Regions from separate parts of the Sus scrofa genome. Here regions 2 and 3 are each linked to region 1. A link is a contact called in public HiChIP or PLAC-seq and promoter capture Hi-C data. All regions are on one chromosome and are shown on one strand. Each heading gives the region's core, a stretch centred on a gene start, on an enhancer-like site or on the middle of the called end of the contact. The rest is flanking DNA. Distances are from core to core; before and after follow the strand shown.

Evidence for each region. Promoter capture Hi-C pulls out the DNA fragments that hold promoters and counts their contacts. HiChIP or PLAC-seq counts read pairs in DNA pulled down with a chosen protein or histone mark.
Region 2: a contact with region 1 is called in an H3K27ac HiChIP or PLAC-seq map of alveolar macrophages. The contact joins the promoter of SP2 here to the promoter of CALCOCO2 in region 1. A contact is called at or near these places in 1 of 47 Hi-C or Micro-C datasets (embryonic fibroblasts) and 1 of 2 datasets of contacts at active chromatin or transcription factors (alveolar macrophages).
Region 3: a promoter capture Hi-C map of liver shows a contact between it and region 1, with 3 times the contacts expected there. The contact joins the promoter of SNX11 here to the promoter of CALCOCO2 in region 1. A contact is called at or near these places in 1 of 5 promoter capture datasets (liver), 1 of 47 Hi-C or Micro-C datasets (embryonic fibroblasts) and 2 of 2 datasets of contacts at active chromatin or transcription factors (alveolar macrophages and skeletal muscle).

What each region holds. Positions count from the first base shown.
Region 1 is chr12:25,047,699-25,052,117 of Sscrofa11.1, forward strand. It overlaps CALCOCO2 (calcium-binding and coiled-coil domain-containing protein 2), which reads left to right and starts at 2,310. Exons shown (of 13, transcript XM_003131552.4): 1 at 2,310-2,431.
Region 2 is chr12:24,151,741-24,156,159 of Sscrofa11.1, forward strand. SP2 (transcription factor Sp2) reads left to right here and starts at 2,347. Exons shown (of 9, transcript XM_021067084.1): 1 at 2,347-2,453; 2 at 3,977-4,089. The coding sequence starts at 4,083.
Region 3 is chr12:24,348,640-24,353,058 of Sscrofa11.1, forward strand. It overlaps SNX11 (sorting nexin-11), which reads left to right and starts at 2,641. Exons shown (of 7, transcript XM_021067103.1): 1 at 2,641-2,805. CBX1 (chromobox protein homolog 1) reads right to left here and starts at 2,418. Exons shown (of 5, transcript XM_021067108.1): 1 at 2,182-2,418.

The DNA.
Region 1 (4,419 bases), core at 1,060-3,559:
ATTCCTCTTCTAAAGCCAATGTCATGTGCTGTTGCATTCATTTATGCGTTTGTCTTCCCTTATGGATTACTGAACTCTCATGGAAAGTATCATGAGTATAGTGATCAAAAGGCACTTTTACATCAGAATACTGGGTTCAGAGCCTTCTAATGGCACTTGCTAGCTGTGTGAGCTTGGACAAGTGACATTATGTCTCTAAGCCTTAATTTTCTCATCTGTAAAACTGAGAAAATAAAAATGCTTCTCTTGTAAAGATTCAATGAGAAAACTCACTGTGTTAGGCAAAAAGTAACTATCCCATCTTCCAGTCTTTGCCTCCATACCTAGAAGTTAAAGCTAGAAATGGAAGATTTTCTTTGTAGATCTGAATATAAATTCCCATTTCTTCAATATTGTTATATAGTGTTGTACTTGTAGCATTTCCTTGACACTTCTATTGGAAATAAGTCAGACTAATCTTTTTTTTTATTTCATGCTGTCAAATTTAGCTCTCCAAACTATCAACAAAACACCGTGCTAATAAGACAAAATTGAGTTTATTCTTACTGCAGTGAGGAAGAATACTACCTTGACAGGGGGCCAAGAGGTAGTAGGATAAAGTAGTGGTATATTTATTGAAAATATGAAGATTAATTGGGGGCATGGGGATCTTTCAATGAGGGGGTTAGAACTGGGCAAGGGTCATGATATTTAGGATTGGAGGACATAGCAAAGCAAGGATTCAGAGACCAGGCATTGTAAGAATCTTGGAGTGTACAGAAATGTCAAGTGATGGTTTCTATTGAAGCGCTGATGGTTCTTTTAGGAAGTTCTTAAAATGAACAATGGATTTATTAGCATTTTTAACTTCCAGGCAAGTGTGTTAATAGCTGTCGTTTATGTAGACAGTAAGGTGTGTGTGGAGGAGGTGTCAGTTCTCGGTGCTTTTAAAAAAGCTGATGAGTGAAATGAATGGAAACATATTCAGGATTCTGAAGTTACTTATCCCTGCAGACAGAGTTTAAAAATGGAAGAGTACTATTTTGGTAGCTTAGACGATGACTTGAACTTTCAACAGAAACCCCACTCCCACCCAGGTTTACTCCCGAATTCCCAGCATCCTTTCAGTTGGGTGTCACCAGTCTTGTGAGAAGGCAGAATTAGGAGTTCCCTTCGTGGCGCAGTGGTTAACGAATCCAACTAGGAACCATGAGGTTGCGGGTTCGGTCCCTGCCCTTGCTCAGTGGGTTAACGATCCGGCGTTGCCGTGAGCTGTGGTGTAGGTTGCAGACGCGGCTCGGATCCCGCGTTGCTGTGGCTCTGGCGTAGGCTGGTGGCTACAGCTCCGATTCCACCCCTAGCCTGGGAACCTCCATATGCCGCGGGAGCGGCCCAAGAAATAGCAACAACAACAACAACAACAACAAAAAGACAAAAAAAAAAAAAAAAAAAAAGAAGAAGGCAGAATTAGGAATGCTCCTCCTCCTGCCTGAAACCTCAAGTGGCTTTAGGGCATAAGTTCGCTGGTTAGATGGCTTGGAAGAGTTTCCTTCCTGATTAACAGTTGCTGCTCCTTGGAGAAGGGGCACTTCTGAATTTAACCTTCCATAGACAGCATGTGCAGTGTCAAGAAATAATTATTCTGACAATAATACAGTAAGAGACTTTATTCAGGATTACTGCAATAGGGACATTACATTAGGGGAGAGAGACTGCACTCAACTCCAAATAAGGATAAGTGGATGGAAAATCACTAAGAAGCGACCTCAAGGATGGCGGATTGTTGCTAAACCGACTTACAGAATTGCAGTGCTGAAGGCAGGCCAGGGTTTGATGAGCTATCAAGAGTGGGGAATTTCCTCTAAACTGACTTAGCAGGATTCTTGCTGAGTTTCTTCTTACTCCAATGAGGAAGAGTGAACACTAAAGAATAACTTCTTTTTACAGGTATAATGATGAAACACGAACCTGGGCACCCAGGGGAACTATTGGGTCTCCTTGGGGGCAAGTGGGAGGCATAATTAAATGCCAAAGGGATTCTCATCTGTAAGATTCTTGATGAAGTTTTACGTGGAAACGGGAGAAAAATGAAGATGACCTCCCAAAGGTCCTTCAAACGTTTGTAGCTTTCTTGTTCAGGACTGAAAGAAATAAAAGTTAAAAAAAAAAAAAAAGAGGTAAGTCAACAGCTCGTTCTAGGGGCAGAAAGGGGCTCCCTGCAATGCGATCGCTGCTCTGGACTGGGGAAAACGTTAAGAACAGTGGAGCAGCCCGGGGGCCCTGCCAACGGAGCACTACAAGTCCCCAAAAGCACCGCGGTGGGGGCGGAGCTTCCTGACCGTTATGACGTAGTGGGCGTGGTCAGACGGGACAGCTCCTCTCGGCTTTTAGCCCCGCCCCTGTCCCCTTCCCCGCCCTGTTGCTGTTGCGCCGCGGCTGGTTGCTTCCCCCGGTGAGTCCCTGGAGTGAAAGAGGGCAATCAGGGACGGTTGGGGCCTCGCGTTCTCCGACTTTACACTTCCAGCCCTGAGAAAAGGCCCTGGGCGGGTAGAGGTGCTGCCGGTTTCGGTTTTCACCTCCTTCCATCTTTCTAGGGTGACTGTAAGTGGGAGTGGCGTCATGGAGTCCTTGGAGCCCCTCCGTCGCCTTGGAGGGTTGAAGGCAGTTTATCTCCCAAGGAGGGCAAGGTTTCAGGGTCCGGGGCGGGGTGGGCGGCTCATGAGACCGAAGGAACCTTCGGACCGGAGCGAGGGTCTTGACGTCATGACCTCTCTCGCTAGCCGAGCTTGTGCTGGTTCGTTAACCGCATGCTTGACGTCATCGCCTTCTGCTTCGTCGCCGAGGCGGGATCCTGCCCGGTCACTCGAGGCAATTTACTTTCTCTTGAGACCTCATTTTCGCTGTCCTGATCCCTGAAGTCCCCCTTTCCTTCAGTTGAGGCCATCTGTAATTGGAGGAGACGTTCTAGACAGCCGAGAAGAAAGAGCAGCTGGCGTGCGATGACTTGCTTCTTTACCATGGAGTTTTTTCCCATACTTCCTCCCCGCCGCCACCGTCCCCCCCAGTTTAATTTGGGGCCTCATTATGATTTCATATTAAATCCAGGGCATATTAACTTTTTTCCATCACTTGGATTCTTTGCTCCTGGTTGGTGTAAGCCAACAAGTGGCCATGGTTGGAGCTGAGTAGAATAGTACAAATGCTACGTATTATAACATCCCCACTATTGCGAAAACTGCTAAAAACAAAAGACTTAATACAGTAGGTCTTTGTAGATTATGTAGAACACATGATTAAGGAGTATCCAATGACACACTTTCACAGGTAGTTTCAGAGGGCCTCTACCTGAAACTACCTCTTTGCAGACATGATGGCTGTGGAGCACAAAGGACCCTGAGAGAGGTAGTCAGCGGGGGTTATGTAGCACTAACAAGTCGTCTTGTCTTTGGATTCAAATAGTACCAATAGTTAAAATTTTCTACTGTGCTTTTTATAAATGTACTACCATGCTTCCCCATTTTCTTAGATGAAAAGACAAGCTCTTTCACTTCCTTGGAATCATCATTATATGTAGCTGGAAAGCTTCTTAGAGCTTTTCTAGCCTGATCCACGCATTTTGCTGATGAGGCCTAAAAGGAGGTAGTGTGACTTGGCCAGGATCTCAGAGCTAGTCAGTAGCAGAACTAAGACAGGAACCCAGGTCCCCTGGCTCCTAGCTTAATCCCCTTTCCACTACACTTCAAGCACTGTCACTACCCATGTCACTTCGAGGATTAGCATACTCACTCTTCTCACAGAAAAAAATCTAATAAAATCTCAGTAAAGTGGAATAAAATGGAGATTTAGTACACAGCTTTGAGATCTTCACAGTTACTTCTGGTTACCCAGCACTATTTTTCCATTCTTCCCTAGACCTCTTGTCACAGTGGTATTGTGATTTGTGGTATGAACGCTGCTTAGAAGAAGCTGGGCAACTAATCCAAACAGTTGTCAATGAATTAGATACTAAAAATCTCCTGGGGCTATAAAATTTATGTAAGGCCCTCAGAAAGATTTTAGGTAAGGAGCTAGAATGAACTTGGAAGATTTGGAGTAGAGCCAGTGGCTCTAATGATTTGAGGACCAGTGTGACTGTGTGTCTTTGCTTTTGCTCCCCATCTCATGGGTGTATATCGACATATCCATACTATCTATTGTCAGTGTTGGAGTTCCCATCATAGCTCAGCAGTTAACGAATCTGACTAGCATCCATGAGGGTGCAGGTTCGATCCCTGGCCTTGCTCGGTGGGTTAAAGATCTGGCGTTGCTGTGGCTGTGGTGTAGGCCAACAGCTACAGCTCTGATTCAACCCCTTGCCTGGGAACCTCCATATGCCATGGGTTCAGCCCTAAAAAAAAAAAAAATTGTCAGTGTTCTCTGAAGGGTAGTTCTGTGGAAGCA
Region 2 (4,419 bases), core at 1,097-3,596, 900 kb before region 1:
GCAGATTTTCAGGAATAGTGGAATCTTTCCTTGAGGTTAAAAAGGTAGGAATTTGGGAAAGGGGAACAGGGTGGTGGAGGGAGATCATACAGCATGAGAGATACACAAAGAGTGTGAAGGACATTGCCCAGCAAGGGGTATGGGCTTGTTATCCAGCAGGATGCTGGAAGGCTGGGAGCCAATGACAAATCTTTTTTTTTTTTTTTTTTTTTTTTTGGCTTTTTAGGGCTGCACCCCTCGGCCCGAAACCTCATGGTTACTAGTCAGATTTGTTTCTTCTGCGCCACAACAGGAATTGCACCAATGAAAAATCTTAACTATCTTAACTAGAAGAGCGATATCTTTTTTTTTTTTTTTTGGTCTTTTTGCCTTTTCTAGGGCCGCTCCTGCGGCATATGGAGGTTCCCAGGCCAGGGGTCTAATCAGAGCTGTAGCTGCTAGCCTTCGCCAGAGCCACAGCAACATGGGATCCGAGCCACATCTGCAACCTACACCACAGCTCACAGCAACGCCAGATCCTTAATCCACTGAGCAAGGCCAGGGATCGAACCCGCAATCTCATGGTACCTAGTCGGATTCGTTAGCCACTGAGCCACGACAGGAACTCCAAGAGTGGTATCTTTTGAAGTCTGGTTTTGTCAAAGGTTAAGTCTGAGAGGGGTGGACTGGAAGAGACTATTAACGTTTATTCAACAATTACAATGTTTGGGGCATTCTGTGCTGTATTTTATCACACGAGTCCTTTAGGAGGGTGGTCTTCAAACCACCAGTCTTGATCAAGAAAAGGAAGGGAGGGAGAGAGGGAGGAAGGAAGGAAGAGGAGGGAGGGAGGGAATAAAGAATAAAATACAACAGGGAGTTCCCATTGTGGCACAGCAGAAACAAATCCGACTAGTATCCATGAGGATTCGGGTTCGATCCCTGGCCTTGCTCAGTGGGTTAAGGATCCGGCATTGCTGTGAGTTGTGGTGTAGGTCACAGATGTGGTTCGGATCTGGTGTTGCTGTGGCCGTGGTGTAGGCTGGCAGCTGCAGCTCCAATTTGACCCCTAGCCATGGAATGTCCATATACCACAGGTGTGGCCCTAAAAAACAAAAAACAAACAAACAAAAAAAATAAGAGGACAGGCTAGAAAACATCAGTGCATCACAAGTAGAAAGGGTAAGTATTGTGTCTGAAAACTTTTATCATACTCTCACAGGAGTTATAAGTGTAATAGGTCATAATGCAAATGTATTTCTCACTGTGGGGCTATGATTTTAAAAAACGAGAAGAAAAGTAAAGAAAAAAAGCCATTGCTCTAAGGTGTGGTTGCAATTAGCCTCTTTTTTCCATAAGGTGCAGGGAGTTTCGGTACCCTGCCTCTCTGCAAGTGGACTGTGTAAAACTTCAAATACAGGCTGGTCTGAAACCAGAATGGATTTCTTCTTACTAATGAATGCCTTCCCAAGTTCGCATCCATAGGAAAGAGAAACCTACCCACGTAGCTCCTGCCAAGTGCTGTACTCACAGCACCTCATTTAAGGAGGTGAGTCGGGCACGGACCAATTCTGTCCACCGGAGGCGCTGGTTAGAATGCATATTCCAGGTTTGCCCCGGACACATGAGGCGGCCCCGGGAATCTACTTTTTGGAGAGCTTCGGGTGATTCTGTGCCCAAATCAAGGAGTCGATGCAATAAATAACCATGTGAGGATTAAGAGGGATTTCAACTGAGACGATGAAAATAATCCCCTCACTTCAGAAGAGTCACACAGCCCCAACTCTCGCTATTGTGTCCGACTCCAACGCCTCGCTGTACAAAGTCACCTCGGGGCTCATTCCCCTCTCCAGAAGCGATGAAGGGTGAGGGACTAAATGAGACTGGTGGTTTTCCACTCACCAGGCAGTAGTTGAGTGGCCGAAGCGCAGGAACCCTCGCCAGGCCAGGGCAACACTCGATTAAGGTGCAAAGTAGATGCTATTTATAGGGCATTTTTCGGCCTCACCCTGAGGACTTCTGATTGGCTTTAGGGCAGATCTGTCAGTCATCTTCTGGGTTAGAGGTGGGTGGAAGGTCAACCACTACCAATACAAAACCACTCCTCAGCTAAGCCCCGCCTTATCCAGCTTCCTGTTGCTGTCCATCAACCACCTCGTGGGCGGGACTTTGCCTCCCGCCAGTTGGCTGGCGGACATGTCGTTCATTCTACAGTAGGCTTCCGGTTGGTGCCCTCTACGGTCCATCAGTGACATTTCACAGGTTTATTGGCCAAACCAACGTCGCTCTAGATACATCTCTTTGATTGGTTAGTACTGCTGTCGGTCCCCAATGTACCGAACTCTAATTGGTGAACGCTGCCGTCGCTCGGGCGGTGGCGGGCTCCGGGATTGGTGGGTGCTAGGCGGGCGGTGTCAGGCTCTCGGTGGCGGCGGAGGCGGCGGAGGCCAGGGAGGAAGATGTCGTAATGAGCGGTGGGTCCTGGCCGCTGCCGGCGGGGTCTTTCCGGCTCTCAAGGGTCGGGAAGACGGGCAGAGGCCGCAGGGAGGGGGAGCCGGGGCTGAGGGTTCCCCCCTGGGGCCGGGCCTGGCGCCGGGGCCCGGCTCCGGGAGGGGCGGGGAGGGAGGATTCCCGCCCGGAGGAGGAGCGGGGCTGGCCAGCCGGGCGGAGGCACCCGGAAGGGGGTGTTCGACTCCCCGCCCCCTCGGAGCCCGCTGGGCGGGAGGGCGGCGCTTCCGGGGGCTGGCGAGAGGAGCGGGCACCCGGGGCCGGCCTGGCACCCCCCTCGGCCTGGCCGACCCGCTTGAGCGCTGCCAGGCCCGGAGACGTTGCCTGGGTCGGCTTCGAGGAGGCGGTCGACGCCCTGTGCGCTTGCCCTGTGTTCGGGGACCCTTTTGCATTCTCACTCTATTTGCCCACCAGTGATTCAGGATTCTCCCGAGAGCAGAGAGGGGCGGGGGAATGCTTGAAATTCCGAGGGCGCCAACCACATGGGCACTGCTGGGCTTGGAAGCCAACCGAGTTACTGATGTATCCCAGTCGAGAGATGGTGTCAGGACATGAGGGCACTCCCTAGGTAGATGACCTCTCTGCTTAGACTGCGGGGTGGGCAGAAACCTTTTAATATTTCACTTGCATCCTTGAGCCTCCAGCTAGATATCTGCCAGCTCTTAGCAAAATTGTGGGACGTTTAAGAACTTGTTAACAGAACTTCCAGCCTGTACCAGGCATCCCGTTGGGGGGGCGGGGGGAGGGAGCACTGCTGAATCCCAAAGGCCAGGAACAAACCGAAGGAATGACAGAAGCAATAAAATGGATGCTTAACTTTCTTCCTCCACCCCCTCTCCATCCCCGTTGCTGACTTATGGTTCTCAGCCTCCTACCCATGCTTTCTTGGCTTATGTTCCCGGTGGCTTTCTAATTTTAGATGAAAAGGAACTGTGTCTTCTCCTCTGGGCAGTTGAGAAACCTGTCCTCAGTGCATTCTTTGGTTTTGATTCCAATATACTGTTGTGTTTGTTTCTTAATTAACCTGATCCGAAGGGACTCAGTCTGGCTTTTCTCAGTGCACATTCTCCTAAGTTTGTTTCTTCTTCTGAGGCTACTTCTTGGTCACTTAATCGTTTTCTTAGAGAAAGGGAGGGAGGAGCCAGGAGATCTGCTTTAAGCAATGAATTGGCCCATGCGGGCCCCCATTACATGGGTTTCCTTGGAAATAGAAGGTACATTGGCATGCACTGTCTAAAACTTGTATGCTGTACCCCAGAAGGCATTAAGTATCACAGTGGAGGGCTAAGTGTTGAATTGGCATTTTAGATTAAAATTTTTAGGATTGGAAAGTTTAGGGTGTTGGCCAGCTCACAGAGGCTTTGAATGGAATGATGGTGGAGTCTACACCATAGGAGTAACTTTGATTTGATAACACAAACCTGTTGTCTGCAATAATAAATATAACTGCAGTGTCTTGTTTTGTTTTAAATTCTTGTGTGCTATGAAGGGCGCGAATCTGTCAGACAACCTATCCATTGGGCTGATGATGTCAGTGTTCCAGTGGCTTCTAACAGGCATTAATACCTGTTGGAAATGGATTCTCATTGGCTGGGATGATTGGTAAGTTGTCTATTTCTAGTTCTTCCACTTGGTTGTACAGAGGCTTAACCTCTTTGTTTAAAAGAAGCAACAATGAGAGAGAGAAGGGGAAAAAAAGTCGGTCTGACATAATTATGAACCCCCTGAGCTAGGCTGCTAAAGACACAGTCTCTTTACCAAGGAGACCCAAGTAGAATTATTTAATAATTGGAGCGTCGCCTGACGGCTCAGCAGGGAGAACTGACTCCAGGAGGAAGAGTGTGGCCTCACTGTTGACAGCACATAGACTGGCAGGCTCTTTTCTCAGATTCTGTTAAGTTTGGGCCTCAGGAACCTGTCAGAGGAGAGAAG
Region 3 (4,419 bases), core at 1,391-3,890, 700 kb before region 1:
CCTTAACCCATTGAGTGAGGCCAGGGATTGAACCTGCATCCTCGCTGACACTGTGTCAGGTTCTTAACCCACTGAGCCACAAGAGGAACTCCAGGGAAAACTTTCACTTCTCCCTAACTATCTTAAAGAATGGAGGCAGGGGACTTGTACCAGAAAAAGAGCTACTACCAGAGATAACTTTTTTTATCTGAACGACTTATCAGGATGACTAGGCAAACTTTTTTTTTTCCCTTCATCTGTGGCATGTGGAAGTTCCTGGGTCAGGGATCAAACCTGTACTGCAGTTGCTGCCTGTGCCAGAGCTGAGGCAACGCTGGATCCTTAACCCACTGTGCCACAAGGGAACTTCCTGGGCAAACTTCTAATTACCAAACACCTGCTCTCCTTCTAGTCCTGTGAATTGCCCTACCCTACTTTGAAGCCCCAGGCTCCTAGCCCAGTCTTCAGCTCAAGATGGCATATGAGTCTCCACTGCCTAACTTGCCCTTGGGTATCATTTTTATGGGGCTCCTCTAAGTACAAAATTGTTTTTTCTCCTGTTAATTTGTCTTACTTCAGCCAAAGAACCTAGAAAAGAAGGGAAAACTTTTCTGCCATTATAGGAAAATGAAGTATTCACCAGTGAGCTTGATGGCAACTTTGCAAGACTGATGAATTCAGTGATGCTTTTAATAAATGTGACTTTTTTTTTTTTTTGGCTTTTAGGGGTCGCACTCGCGGCATGTGGAGGTTCCCAGGCTAGGGGTCCAATCGGAGCTAGTTGCCAGCCTACACCACAGTTCACAGCAACACCAGATCCTTAACCCACTGAGTGAGGCCAGAGATTGAACCCACAACCTCATGGTTCCTAGTCAGATTCGTTTCCACTGTGCCACCATGACGGGAACCCCTTAAATGTGATTTTTAATCACATTTTAATAAACGTGATATTTAAAATACTGAAAAGTGGAATTCCCGTGGTGGCGCAGTGGTTAATGAATCTGACTAGGAACCATGAGGTTGCGGGTTCGATCCCTGCCCTTGCTCAGTGGGTTAATGATCCGGCGTTGCCATGAGCTGTGGTGTAGGTCACAGACATGGCTCGGATCCTGCGTTGCTGTGGCTCTGGTGTAGGCTGGCAGCTACAGCTCCGATTCGACCCCTAGCCTGGGAACCTCCATATGCCGAGGGAGCGGCCCAAGAAATGGCAAAAAGACAAAAAAAAAAAAAAACTGAAAAGTGAAATACATTAATATTTGGAAGATCTACATTACTCAGAAAACCAGTATTTTCCAAATGGTTTCAGATTTCCCATTGCAACTAACCTTAAAGAAACTACCATTTAGAGTTCCCTTGTGGAGCAGTGGGTTAAGGGCCTGGTGTGTCACTGTAGTGGCCCCAATTGCTTCTGTGGCAATGGTTTGATCCCTGGCCTGGGGAACTTCCACATGTTGTGGGTGAGGCCAAAAAAGAAAAAGAAAAAAAAATTACAATTTGATGAGTTTTGCTAGTATACAATAAGAGTATCCACAATTATCGAAGGCTAAAGATACTTCTCCCTTGTCATCTATGTACCTGTGTAAGACCAGATTTTCTTCATTTCCTAGTCCAAAACAAAATCACAAGAGAGAATGGGGAAGCTAATACAAGAATTCAGCTGTCTTCTATTATGCCAAACATGAAAGAGATTTGCAAAATGGTAATAGAATAACATTCTACTCGATAATTTTTTTGGGTTTTGGAAAGTGTAGTTATATTTCATAAAATAAATTACGTTCACATGTAATGGTTTGTTATTAGTTTTAGGTGAATAGATACGTTTTTCTAATTTCTCAGTTTTAATTTCTAATCCGGTGAACATCCCACATAAACAAAAGCTCTTTGGGGTCCTTAAATATTTGTAAGAATGTAAAGGGATCCTGAGACCAACAAGTTTGAGAAAAGCTGCTTTGGGGTACGTGGACCTTACCTTATGAGATTTCTCCACCTTACAGAAGAGGAACTTAAGACATAAAGATTTAAGATCACACGGTCAGCGTAGTGCTGGTCATTGTACCCAGGTCTTTAAACTCCAGAGCTCGTATTTGCGACTGCAACTTTTCCCTTGATATTAGCTTTTCTAAAATTATTTTTAAGCAGATAGTTAAAAGGCATTTCAACAACATAAACATCGTAGTCAATGTATTTTTCTTTCTTACTAACTGGCTGGACGATCTTTCCTAGGGCTTGCTCCGCAAGTGAAACCGGTGTTTGCTGCAAAGTCCTCAGCCGGTTTTCGCTCCGACAATCTGGTCTTCGAATCTGAGTTGGTGTTTCCTTGGTAAAGCCGGGGAACTGGAGCCAGGGTTCACATGGGGACTCGCCCAGGCTCAGCGAGGTTCCCACGCTTTGGACTCTGCCACACTCTAGACCGCTGATCATCCCTTCACACTCTGCCCCGGGACCCACTTTGGGATGTTTCGGGGTTGTTCCTTGGCCACTGATTGGCTGGGCCTGACAACGATGGGTGGGATGCGGCTCTGGATTGGACGTCAGAGCCTCTTGTCTCCCCACGCCCACGTCCACCCTGCAGCCTCCCAGGGGAGAGGTAGGAATAGCTACTCCAGCAGTGGCCAGCGCTGGGCGGAGCGCACCGCCGGGGCGAGGCTGCCACTGAGAGCCCGGGCCTGCGGGGCGGGGCGTCTGGGCACCCGGGATTGGCGCGCCGGCAACTTTCTCCCGTCGTGCATCGGGGCGCCGGCAGCTCACCCGGAAGGAGAAGCCGGGACTCTGACTATATGTTGGGCTGTCAGCGGTGTCGTTGTGGGGAGTGGGCGCTGCTTTCAGGTGAGGGGGAGTGGGCGGGTCCGCGGGGAGTGGGTGCTGCTGTCAGGTGAAGGGGCGTGGGCTCTGGTCTTAGGTAAGGCCTGCAGGCTTGAGCGTCAGCAGTGGCGCTTAGGGTGGGGACCTTGCTGGACATCCTGAGGAAGGAACCGACTCCTCTCCAGAGATGAAGGCAGGGCTAGCTCAGTATCCGAGGAAGGAAACCGGCTTTTCCACTTATTTATAAAGTGTAAAGCATCTTTCCTTCCCACTCCTCAGGCTTAGTAGGCAAAAGGGAGTAAGGACTATGTGGCCTTTTTTGCTCCTAGTTCGTTAGGAACACAGGGGGTGTGGCCGGAGTAAAAGTTTGGAGACTTTTAGCCAAACGCTAGGACTAAGACTAATGACACATATTTTACGAGGACCCAGAAGACTCTTGCACTAGATTGTGGTCGCCTTTGTGTCTCAGCTTGCAAGTGGAGAGAGTGGCAAGTTGCAGATCACCAAAAGATGGAGCATAGCTGCTTGGTTGAGAACAGGCAGAGCTTGGTCAGACAGGAGAGCTCCTTCTACCACCTGTGAGTGTTTCTCCGAAGCAGAGTTTTTGAGTTGCCATCTGGCACCAAGAGCTGAAGGCTGAGTAAGCAAGGATGAGCGTCTTGGTGGCTCAGTATACTTTTTATCACCTGATTTTTTTTTCTTAACCTGTCTCTTGAAGTAGTTTAAATCTGAGGGAAAATGGTGGAGTTAAAGCCTTGAATTGCTACCTTGAATTGTTGAGGCATTGGAAAGCTTTACAAGGAATCTACCCTATAAACAAACTGGGTTTTCCTTGGAGGTCCTGGGAAAAGCAAAGGAAAACTTCAAATGTGATTGTAGGGTCGCAGGAAGCTACACTTCCTGGTGCTGGTGCCAAGTAAGTAGCTGAAACTATACTTAGTCAGATGACACATGGATCCATCTCCTAGATCATGGAGCTAAAATTAAGAACTTCCTTCTTCCCTCCAAGGGCTGAAATGAGCTTTATTTCCTCCTAAGGAGTGCACAGGGAGGAAGCTGATGGAGAATAGTAGTTGCTGAAAATTATTACTTGAAGTCTAGGTTTTTGTGGCCCCGTTGTTTCTAAGGAAAGTTACCATTGAAACTTTCTTAGTGCTTTGTGAACTTAGACTTAAGTTTATACCATCTTGGAGATCCTAGGATTTTTAAAGCCAGTTTATAGCTTTTAGTTTCTAAGTGGTATGATTCCCAAAGGAAAGGAGGGGAACTTGCTTTTGGAGGTGGTTCAGAGTCCTAGGCAAACTCTTCTTGAGCCTGAGAGTGATGACCATTAAGTTACTAAACTATGGTCCTGAATTTGGGAAACCTTTCAAGGCATTGTGGATGTTCGAGCTCTTCTGAGTGTGTGGATTTCCTTGTTAGCATCTCTCCTGTTGTTCCTTTTGTAGGAAAAACGGTTCAGTGTATTTAACTGTCTGCTCCTGTGCTGGTAATTAACCAATGCCTGAAAAGAGAAAAGAAAAGATGTTTCGTTTTAATATGAGGAGATTAGTTGTTCACAGTGAGTTGGCCTGCCTTTTTGGGTCACAGCCACTTGACTGCTTACATGCAGGACTGCTTACATGCATCAGTGGCCAT